Linked DNA regions of Anas platyrhynchos: region 2 is linked to region 1. The links are chromatin contacts, called in public Hi-C maps. All regions are on one chromosome and are shown on one strand. Each heading gives the region's core, a stretch centred on a gene start, on an enhancer-like site or on the middle of the called end of the contact. The rest is flanking DNA. Distances are from core to core; before and after follow the strand shown. Region 1 holds the start of LOC101803952 (cytochrome c, somatic). Region 2 holds the start of PLEKHA3 (pleckstrin homology domain containing A3).

The links. Hi-C and Micro-C count contacts between places; a contact is called where the count stands out from the background.
Region 2: a Hi-C map of liver shows a contact between it and region 1, with 4 times the contacts expected there. The contact joins the promoter of PLEKHA3 here to the promoter of LOC101803952 in region 1. A contact is called at or near these places in 2 of 8 Hi-C or Micro-C datasets (F1 follicle and liver).

Annotation. Positions count from the first base shown.
Region 1 is chr7:23,988,733-23,994,427 of IASCAAS_PekinDuck_T2T, forward strand. LOC101803952 (cytochrome c, somatic) reads right to left here and starts at 3,049. Exons shown (of 3, transcript XM_072041022.1): 1 at 2,887-3,049. The coding sequence starts at 3,034. It overlaps RBM45 (RNA binding motif protein 45), which reads left to right and starts at 4,962. Exons shown (of 10, transcript XM_038182104.2): 1 at 4,962-5,457. The coding sequence starts at 5,056.
Region 2 is chr7:24,133,455-24,139,149 of IASCAAS_PekinDuck_T2T, forward strand. PLEKHA3 (pleckstrin homology domain containing A3) reads left to right here and starts at 2,525. Exons shown (of 8, transcript XM_027462065.3): 1 at 2,525-2,827. The coding sequence starts at 2,788. It overlaps FKBP7 (FKBP prolyl isomerase 7), which reads right to left and starts at 2,484. Exons shown (of 4, transcript XM_027462068.3): 1 at 2,183-2,484; 2 at 828-979. The coding sequence starts at 2,403.

The sequences.
Region 1 (5,695 bases), core at 1,799-4,298:
CTGTAGAATTCAACTCCCATCACCTATCCAAAACATCCCTCACTCTGGTCTATCCTCCTGTACCCAGGAAATCTCTTGAAAGCAGGAGGGAAGCTGCCACCACAGTAGAGATGTGAAGATTCACAAGGATTATTCCTGGCTAGAAACCAAACTTCTAGGAGCCCTTCCAGGTGCCTCTAGGAGCACCTCACCCTGACCTCACAGGAAAAAGCCACAGGGAGATGCAAAGCTTAATGTTTTCTAATACAACATATTAATGTAACCATTAATATATTTGATGAATAACCTTAATATTTATTGATTAAATGTTATTTTCTATGATAATTTATGTAGAAGGACTTTTCAAAAATGTTCCCTAATCTGACATCAAAATAACCAAGCATTTGCTTTTCTAGTATAGGAAAATGAAAAGTTGTAATTACTTTCCCTTTACTTAGGAATAAGTTTTGTTAGGATTTATTAAAACGATGCAATTATTTTATAACAATCTGAATATAAGCATGTTTTCAGTTAAACAATACAAAGAGTACTCTTGAGAACCAAATACCGCAATATGCTGAAATTGTGATTTAGACAGGAAAGCATTGTAATGAAAAATTCAGAACTTGTTGAAGAGTGTTTTCACAAATACTTGTTTTAAATATGTTCCCTTACAGATCCTATAAATAACATCTGTAGACAGTATGAATTCAAAATCAGAGGGCTGGACAGGAAAGCTGATAAATTAAAAGAAGAAAAAAAAAAAAAAAGCAAAACTGAATGCAAGCAATAACAAACAATGACAAACAAGAGTTTCAATGTGTTATTATACAAGAACTTGGTCTTTACTAGAAGGGACACTTTTGTGCACAAGTATAAAATGTGTTGTAACACCTTTTCCAAACAAATCCAAATAGAAGGAATTAAAAGGATGACTTCAATGTATAAAGGCCTGAAAAATGAAGTCTGGTCATTGTAGATATACCACTTCAGTAATGGGGCACTTGAGAATGCAATCAATAAAACTGCTAAACAATGCAATCAGAGGCAAGCTATCTGTAGTCTAATAAAGCAAGTATGGAACAATGTTTGCTGTATCCAAGACAACTTAGTATTGTATTGATGATGAGATGCCAATTGGGAAATGTTCAAACACAGTATTCAAAGACATATAATCAACCTGATCAAACAATGACAGAAATTCACTGCAGTACAGATACAATGATCAGCCAATTAACAATCACTCAACAGATGCATGTTAGACAATGTTAACTAAACCAACAATGTGTAATAAATAGCTAATATAAAGTGATTAATTATATATAAAAGGGAGCTGTCGATTCTTTGTATTTGCCCAAGAAGATATTCATGCTTCACACTGCACTTGACTTACAGAACAATGTTAGGTTTACTTTTTAGCATTCAGTTCTAACTTTTAAAAAATTTAATAGTCTACACAATATATTCAAAAACAGCCTTCATCAACCACTACAGGGTTTTGACATTTATTCTAGTAAGTTAGCCTTTTAAAAAATCTCTTCTGGGGTGAATGTTTCTTTCTGAAAAAAAAAGTACTGGACAGAAGCTCAGAGAACCTGAGCTTTATATGCAGTTTTGGTCAGGTACTATGTTGCAGAGATGGAAACTGACATACTATTACTCATATGTCAGTTTCCATCTCTGCAAAAGCAATCTGGACCTTTAGAAAGCTATTTGAGATCTAGATAAAGAACAGAACTATTTAAGAACCAGCACGGTCCGGTCCGTATCACAGGAGACCCTTCCTTTCCTCATTTTTCTAGAATAGTTACCGATGATAACCATGCTGTGCATTAGAATCGCTGAAGTGCAAACAAAAGCAGTTTTCCTCATCCATTCATAAAACAGCAGCTAGAATTCACTTGATAGAACTGCTGGTGGTGAACAGGCACTGATTATCTAGAAACACTGAAGTGTTTTATTTTAGGTTGGTTGTGTTTTTCTTCCGCATGCAGTCTGCAGGGTTGACTAGCAGATAAAGCAGTGCTTCAGCACGCAGTGTGAACCAGCCAGGAACTGGCATAGTTAAGGAAACAACACAGAATTCCACAGCCTGTTTGCAGAAGTTTTTCACATAACCAGGGGAAAAAAAAAAAAAAAAAAAAAAAGGCTGTGTTTTTACTCATAAAAAGTCAAATTGCATCAGCCACATAGGCCAGGGTGAGCAGTTACACTGGATCCAAACTCCACGTCCAAACTCCACGTCACTCGAAGCGAGGCCGCGCCAGGGAGGGCAGAAGCCTCAGTGGGACAACAGCACAGCACAGAACTAGCCACAGCCAGCCACAGGATCGTGCTTCCCTACTTCAGTTACTATGCACGAATCACCCTTTAAAAAAATAAAAATAAATTCGATGTACAATTAGAAAGGGAAGTGCCCAGTGCGCTATTACAGCCCATGGACTGTGCTTCTTCTAGTGCCTTATCAAGAATGAGGAAGAAAATTTTTTCATTATCCCCAAACAGGTTTTTAAGTTATCCCCAAACAGGTTTTCAACTTGAAACTTCAGAAAAAATAAAAAAGAAGAGTTGTGCTCAGGCCGCGTCCCTTCAGAGACCCCCTCTTACTCTGTCGCCTGCCAGCCGCCCAGCGCCCAAGGGCCGCAGGCCGCCCCCGGCAGCCGCCTCTCCCGCTTGTTCTGGCGGGAGCGGGCAGGGGTGGGCGTCGCGCGATATGGCAACGGTCCCAACGCTCCCAACGGTCCCAACGGCAGGGCTGGGGCTGCCCCCGGGCTCCGCAGCAGGCAGCAGCAGGCTGGGGCCGGCCGGCAGCCGGAGGCCCCGTGTGCGGCAAGGCAGAGGGCTGGGAGCCGCCAGCAAATGGCGTCCTCGGGTCACTGCCACGACCTGGTGGACGCTGAAACTGACCATGAGCCAGTGCCCTGGCTGTGGAGAAAGTGGATGGCACCTTGGGCTGCGCTGGGAGAAGGGTGACTGCAGGACGAGGGAGGGGTCCTGCCTCGGAGCGCCTGCACTGCTGCGCCCAGGTCGGGGCTCCCCGGGGAGCGGGAGACATGGAGCGGCTGGAGGGAGTCCGGGAAGGGCTACGGAGATGGTTATGGGACAGGGGCACGTCTGAGAGCAGCTGGGGCTGATCAGCCTGGAGAAGGCTGCCTCGGGACTTTTATATGTATTATATATAATATAATATAAATAAATATATATATATATATATTATTTAATGTAATATATATATTTGATATCATATATTTATATTTTTTTTACTTTATATATATTATGTGTTATAAATTCGCTCAGTCCTAAAATAGGATTATAATCAAAGTTTACAATTTATTAAAAGAATAGAGGTAAGCAAACAGCGCAGGGTGCGTCGCGAGTCTCCGCTCCACCTAGACACACACCAGTTACCTCAAGTAGCTGATTTTTATGCTCCTAGGCTAATACATATTCATTACTACTTTTTTAAAAAAACGGGTTATTATAATTAGCTTCTGGGATCCAAACCCTCCTACTGGAGCATGCTCATCAGTCTCTGGTGGTCCCCCTAGGGGTCTCTGGGGGTCTTTCATGCTGAAGGCTCGTAGTCTTCCTCTCATTTTTTTTTTTCTTGTCCTTCCCCTTTGTACTCCTTGGCAGCATGTCAAAAGCTTACACAGCGTCCCCTGCAAGTTTTGTCTTCCAGCCGTCCTTCAGCTTCTTTCTTTCTTCTCCTTAATCTCCTGGCCACCTGGCCAGATATCAGGGGCTTGCATAGTGTCCCATTCAGAAGCCGTAACAGTTACTAGTTGTTAGCAGTTGTTCTGAAACCCCCAGACATCAGAGACTTCAAAGAAAGAACATACAAATACAAATAGCTCTCTATTGACACTTCAGGTGTTGTTAAAACATTCCTCACAGGCCATTCACAGGGACACTCCAGTCACATCTATAGCAGTGCTAAATCAACCACAAAGGCAAAAAGGCTGCAACTGTTAGGAATAAGAGTTCGGAATAACAAAAGCAAAATAGGCTCATGGATTTGAGGAATATTTCTGAAGATTTGATAATTTGACTATAATGAGGGGGAGACTGGGACACTGGGAGGAAAGGGAAGAAACCACATCTGTGGAAGAATTAAATTGCCAGTGCAGGACCCAGAGACAGACAGAACTGCTCTCTATTGCCACGAATTGTTAAAATATGCCTTTGCAAGGTACAAGAACTATATACATTAACCATTCTGTTTTTCTTAGACTTGTGGTTATACAAGGGTAAGAGAGAAGGTCACATTCATCATACCATGCGGCCCTAGCACCGTTCCATACTGACACGAATCAGATGAACACATTTCACATTATTTATATATATAAATAATATATATCATAGTATATATGCATTATATATATATATGTATATATTATATAAAAAATCATTTATATATATTATATATAAACTAAATATATATTTATATTTATTTTATGCATATTATTTTTATATATAAATACATTATATATATATAATATATATATATAATATATATACATTATATATATAAAATATATATATATATGTGTGTGTATATATATATATATACACATATATATATATACACACATACATACATACATATATATACATATACATATATATATATGTATGTATGTATGTGTGTATATATATATATGTATGTATGTATGTGTATATATATATATGTCTGAAGGGAAGGTGCCGAGGAGCCAGGCCCTTTTCCATGGCGCCCTGTGACAGGACAAGGGGCAGACACCACAGGCTCGGGTGACCGAGCGCTGGCACGGGCAGCCCGCAGAGGCTGCGGAGCCTCCTCCCTCCTTGGAGACGCTTCAAAGCTGTCGCGATGGCGGCCAGCCTGCCCTAGGCGGCCCGCCTGGACCAGGGCCGCGCACTGTGCCCCCGCAGGCTCCCGCCGACCCCCGCCCCGCGGCGCTGTGCCGCTGTGACACCGCCCCTGCGGCAGCGCCCCCCGGCCGGTGCCGGTGTCGGGGCGGTGCGGGGCGCCGAGCTCCGCCCGCCGGCGGCGGGGCCTGTGCGCCGAGTGGTTCGGGGAGGCGGGCGGAGGACATGTTGTCTCCGCGGCGGAAAGGGCGCTGCGGCCGTTCCCCGCCGGCCCCCGAGAAGCGAGCCCCGGCGGCCCGGGAGCCCGGCGGCGGCGGCGGCGGCGGCGGCGGCGGCGGCGGCCACGCCATGGAGGAGAGCGGCGGCTTTCGGCTGTCGGCCGAGTGCCTGGACGAGCCGCCCAACAGCCGCGTGTTCGTGGTGCTGGGCAAGGACGCCGGGGAGGCGCTGATCCGGGAGCGCTTCTCCCCGTTCGGGGACATCCAGAACATATGGCTGCTGCGGGACAAGCGCACCAACGAGTCCCGCGGCATCGCCTTCATCAAGTTCGCCCGCAGCTCGCAGGCCTGCCGGGCCATGGAGGAGATGCACGGCCGCAGCCTGGTCCCCGACACCAAGCCCATCAAGGTACCGCGCCTCCTCCCCCTCCCTGTTGGCATCGGGGCTGCAGCAGCCACCGCTTCCCTTGCCCGGCCGCCCCCGGCCGCCCTCCCTCCCTCCCTTCCCAGCACGGCGGCAGGAGGGCGGCAGGCCTCAGCCGCCGGGCCCGGGCTTGCCGGCTTCGAGGAGCGGTGGCCTCCACGTACAGAGGTGAAGCCGCCCCGTGGGGCCGCCTGAGGCGGGGGCCGGCCGGGAGCAGCCCCCC
Region 2 (5,695 bases), core at 1,275-3,774, 140 kb after region 1:
AATTTTGAGCTTGTGACCATCTTTCATAAACTTGTTTATAAGCACAAGGCAAACAAAACTATTACTTGCACTTCTCATCTAAAATATCTGTATAAAAAATGACATGCTTCAGAGTTCAAAAGATTTTAATCTTACAAGCTTGAATGTGTAGAAGTTTTAAATATATCTGAACATATGTCATGGTTTATATATTATCTACTAAATAAAGATACAGTACTAGAATTCAGTGCCTGTAGTTTACAAATATACATACCAACAAAAGAAAGACATGTAAAGATTTAGAAAGCCACATGCATCTTTTCTAATTCAAGATTAGGCAGGCATCTTCCCCAACATGCAGGAATACGCTGAGACAGAGGACAAGTATACTGTAGGAAAGCAGTATTTTCTTGAAGTGCTACCTAGAACAAACAATGCTAGTATTAGATTTAAAGAATGTATTTTTGTATCAGTGTTTTTCCTTATTGTTACAAGACTTTTTTATTAAAACATTACACTCAAGGGACAACAAATTATTCCTACTAAACTTCATTGGCTAGAACAGAATTGTATCAAAGACAGAACCAGTGCACGTGATTCTAACACAATACCATTGCCAAATAATTACTACACAGCAGGAGCTACCTTTTCAGAGAAACTACTACACCCAAGCCAGAGCTGAATTTAATTTATCTGCAACTGAGTACTGACACTGCATAATGCTCTTACTTGAACATTTTTTTTAAATGGACTGCACACTTAAGCATCATAAGTTCATACCTGATTTCAGAGCAATAAAACAAAGCAAAGACAAAGTTTAGTATTTAAAATCTTTTTTTTTTTTTTACCGTATCCTTGCTGTCCATATGCTAATGATGGAGGAATGATCACTTTCCGTTTTTCTCCAGGACACATATTCATCATAGCGATATCTAAACCTTTTATGACTTGTCCAACACCCAGAACGAACCATTTTGGATGACCTTCATTTTGCGTCCGACTATTAAAACAATTGTGAGTGGATAACAATTAATTTAGCATTTGTATTTTTTAAATGACTTTAAATTAGCAGTTGGTAAAAGCATGCATTAAATTATTTAAACGCAAGAACATTTAGAATGCAAGAATATCCTAAGTATTAACGCTATTTTTCTGCTACACTCACAATTTATTTAAGGTCAAATCTTGATATGTGTAAATGGTAACCTCCATTTGAAATCACAGGACATGTAAAAAACTAACTTCTTACTAAAACCATTCAATCCTCCTGATGAGATAGGCTGCATGCAAAGTGTTACTTCAGGAAGTCTGTGAGAGGAGAGTTGGGATGAATTCACTGCTGTGAACTGAGAACAACTTCAGCTGCTCACGATGGGATGGGATGGGATGGGATGGGATGGGACGGGACGGAGCACGCTACTGAGTGTTGGGGGAATGTGGAAACCTTGGCTACAGTGCTGTGTGCTCACCCGCTGCTCTGTTCACTTACAGCAGTGTCTGAGCCAGCTTCCGCTCAAAGGCGTCCCTCCTATGGGAGCTACACTGAGCTGTGAATGAGCAGCTCAAAAGTCAAAGGGCAGCACTAAATGTGTCAAAATTAGACACTCCAACAGGAAAAAAGTGTCAGTAAAATGGCAGTTAAATGTAGCATTATCCTCTATGGATTTTTTCTTAAATAATGCAAGGGAGGGGATGAATCAAGGTTGGGTAATAAACTAGGCCCATCAATGCCAGCCAGATCTGTGATATATGGGCAAGCAACGAGCCTGATGCAGGAGGACTTCCCCTCTGCAGCTCTGCACAGCGAGTCCTGCCACTCTCGGCAGGATGCACCAACAAGAAAAGCAAGGCACTGTTAAAACTAAGACTAAAAATAAAACGAAGCTTTTGCACAACGGCTTCAGCAAAACGCGCAGAGGCAGCCTGCTGAGGGATGGACGGGACGTGCACGCTCAAACAGCAAGATGGGTGCGAGGAGGAGAGCCCGACAGCCGCCATGCCAACCAGGCAGAAGCCTGCACTGACATTTCTGTCCAAAACGACTTATTTCCAGCAAACCGCCACGCGCTGGTTTCAGAAATCCTTCAGCGCTCAGCTTAGGGGTAAAAAATAGAAAATAAAAAAGGCTTTGTGGGGCGGGGGGGGGGGGGTTAGGGAGGGTATTAATGTCAGCAGACGCTGCCCCAGCTGCCCCGCCGCCCACCTGCAGTAGAACTTGGAGCCGTCGCTGGCCAGGAAGCCGTCGTAGTGCGCGTTCAGCAGGTCCCCCTTCTTGCTCTTGGGGCTGCAGCTCTCGGGGAGGTGCAGCACCTCTATTTTAACCTCCTCCGCCGCCGCCGCGACGCCCTCGGCCCGCGCCGGGGCCGGGGCCATGGCGAGGAGGCGCAGCAGCAGGATGGGGACCAGGATCATGTCGCGGCCCATCTCGCTCCGCGCAGGCCGCCGGCGTGGCACTGCTGCAGCAGGGCCGGCTGGCTGTGGGCGGGCCGGGCCGGCTCCCGGGGCCGGCCCCAGGAAGCGAGGGGGACGGCTGGGAGCGCCCGGGGGGGGGCGCGCATGGGAGGCGCGGAGCGCCCCGCCGGCCGGGTGGCGCCGCCGGGGCCGCCGCCGTGCCGGGGCTGGGTTGAACCGAGCCGGGCCGAGCCGGGCCGGGCCGGGCCGGGCCGGGCCGAGCGGCTCCGCCTCCGCGCAGGGAGCAGCGGCGGGAACGGGAGGGGAGCGCCCATCCCCGCAGCGGCGGCGGCGGCGGCGGCCGCGCTTTCCCCGCGGCGGCGCAGGAGGATGCGGGGCGGCGCGGGGCTGTGAGCGATGGAGGGGGCCCTGTACAAGTGGACCAACTACCTGGCGGGTAGGCGCCGCGGCCGGGGCCGGGGCCGGGCCGGGGCCGGGGCCGGGGGCGGCTCGGGGCGGCCGGGCCTGCGGCGCGGCGGAGCCTGCGTGAGGGGCGCCGGGCTCCGGGCAGCCGGGGCCGGCGGGGGCTGCGGGCTGCGGGCTGACAGCCGGGTCGGGGGCTCTGCCGGGCGGCCCGCGGGCGGCCGCTGCCCCGTGCGGCTCGTTGCGGCTGTCGCATCCTTCCCCTCCATCTTATGCTTGCGGCGCGCAGCCCGGCCGGTGTCCCCACGTGCGGCTGAGGCGTCAGGCAGGGCTCGGTCTTTAAATATTGGGTGCTAAAGGCTTGCCGAGCCTGGGTTCTCTTGGTTCGGCCTGGGATGGTCGTTTTTTGGACTTTCTGCGACTGTATCCTAACCTGTGAAATACGCAAACAAAGTTTGGTTCTGGAGGACACGTTCTGGGTAAATGTGTTTTGTGAAGTGCTGTGGGCAGAAGCGCACTAAAGGCCTGCGTTTGCTGTCAGAAGTGTTTGGTTCTCCCTCTGTCATAGCAGAGCCGTCACCTCCCCCCGGAGACAGCAGTGGACAGGCTGTACTTCCAAGGGGAAGAAGATTCCTCTTTGATGCTGTACTTGTGGCTGTAGAGCAGATCAGAGCCGGATCACATACTGTGCCTCACCAGGCCTCTTCGGTGGTTTTGGCAGTCCGTCCGTGCCTTCTTTGCCCTCTTGGTCTTCGTCTGCGCTGTTTTTTTAAGTTTGGTGAATTCAGGTGTTGAATGCGGAGTGGTGTAAAACTCAGTTCTGAGCATTTATAAAGTGCAGGCCTCACACTAGAAGGATTGTGTGCTTGCTTGGAATTGAAATGTACGTAGTTTTGTATTTTTCAGAGGAAATCCACATCCAGGTATACTGGCCTTCCAGTGAAAGGATTCCATTCTTGTGCTGGAATTAAATAGCTGTTAGATTAGATGTTTTGGTCACTTCACAGTGAATGCGGGGAAATAACATAGTGGAAAAAAAAGTGGCTAAGTATGAAAATGACTGCAAATTTCTTTTCAAAATAGAATGGTGTTTTTCACTTCCATTTTTTTGTGACCAGAAGTGCTTCAGTGAAAGGTAAAAGGTCATGGGTAATGAACCTTTGTGGTGTTTGGTAAAAACTTATATGCAGCTAACTTCTACTAAAAGTCAGCAGCCCTCCAATATACTGAACTGCAGAGCCCTTCCTTCCATGTGTGTTGCCCAGCTGACAGCATCTGCTCCAGTTGCATTTGGAAATTATAGTGTCAGAAATACCCAAGAACTTTCTGAATATGAGGGAAACTTTTTTTTTTTTTAAAAAAAAGCATATCAGTGAATTTTTTTAAAGTTGTTATCAACTTTCTTGTTACTCTCGTACATGTTTTTGTAGCCAAAAATAGGCTGTGGTATTTGTGGTACTATTTACAGTAGAAGCCAAGCAGCAAAGGAGCTTGTTATTGTTGCTTGTGGAAAACATTATTTAGTTTCCTCCTTCTTACTTAAATAATAGATGTTCATCTAAGGACTTGTGAAGGAATTTATTAAATATTTTGTTGAACACAGGAAACCCTATTTGCCCAAATTCAAGTAAGAAGTGGCTTTATTCTTTTACTTGCTTCTGTGAGGCACCGAGGTCTTTTAAATCCCTTGTGGATGTTTTTTTTCAAAGCTAGCATAATATGAGGCTGAATTAATCATCCACATAGGGTCCCTTTTTATCAGAATAACCCTGTTTAGAAAGGCATTGACATGGGCATGCACTTAGGAGATAAGGACAGTGCAGAGTCAATGTTTTGCAACACAACATAGCTTAAAATAAACATGAGCACGTTTCTGAGCTGCCTTTTACACGACGGTGTCTTCCATACAGTCATTTTATGGCAGTTTGCATATTACTTTATTGTAAGTTGTACATATAACTTAAAATCTTTCCCATGGGAACTGGGGTTCCTTGGTGTTTTTACTTTTTTTTTTTCTTTTTTTTTTTTTTTGTGAGAATGTGGATCTACTTATTAATTACTCATCTGCATTTTGAATGATAAAGATGTTTACCATTATAGCTAAAAAATAATATATAATAATAATTAAAAAAATAAAGTTATGCATTATAATTTCCTTATCCTGGAACTCTGACATGATGTGATGTGGTCTGGTCCTGCACTTTCTGAATTAGTGTTAAAATTGGTAATGACTGCACGTGAGCAGTGTGAAGCCTCTAGTGGATGCCTGAGGAAGCCTCCGGTGTTAGAGCGCGGTGCTGCTGGGTGGCTGCTGCTTGCTCTCTCGGGATGACAGGATGGTGAACACCGCGGACCACACTGTCATATCGCCAGATGTGTCGAGTTCTTGGCTGCACAGCTACTGCTGTTCTGAGCCATAAGCCAAGCAGGAAAGTATACACTTGGTCTCCAGTTGTAAAATAGAGGGAGAGTCTGCTCCCATCGTCTAGCTGACCCAGGCTGTAATAGGCCTGAGCGCTTGCTATCTTCTACTGGAATGTTTTAGTTCTAGGTTGTTTTTAGAAACCAAGGTGCTTTGCTAGGCAAAAACATTAATATCTGGTAGTATTAAAAAATAGAGTACCCATCCACTGAGTGTTAAGCTTTATGAAATAGCTGTAAAATAAATTAAGAGATAAATGATTGTCAAGGCCCTCTCTAATTAAAATAAATCAGCATTTCTACTTGGTGTAATGCTGCATAGAGCTCTCAAAGAGAGTTGCATGTGCATGTGTAAGCTGCTCTCTTTTGTAGACATAATGAAGTCAGAGATCATTAAACAGTTTTGCTGATGTAAAGCTGGTGAAAACAGTAGTAGGGGAGCTGGTCCTCACAAGTGGACTCTTAGTAATGTAAGCCATGT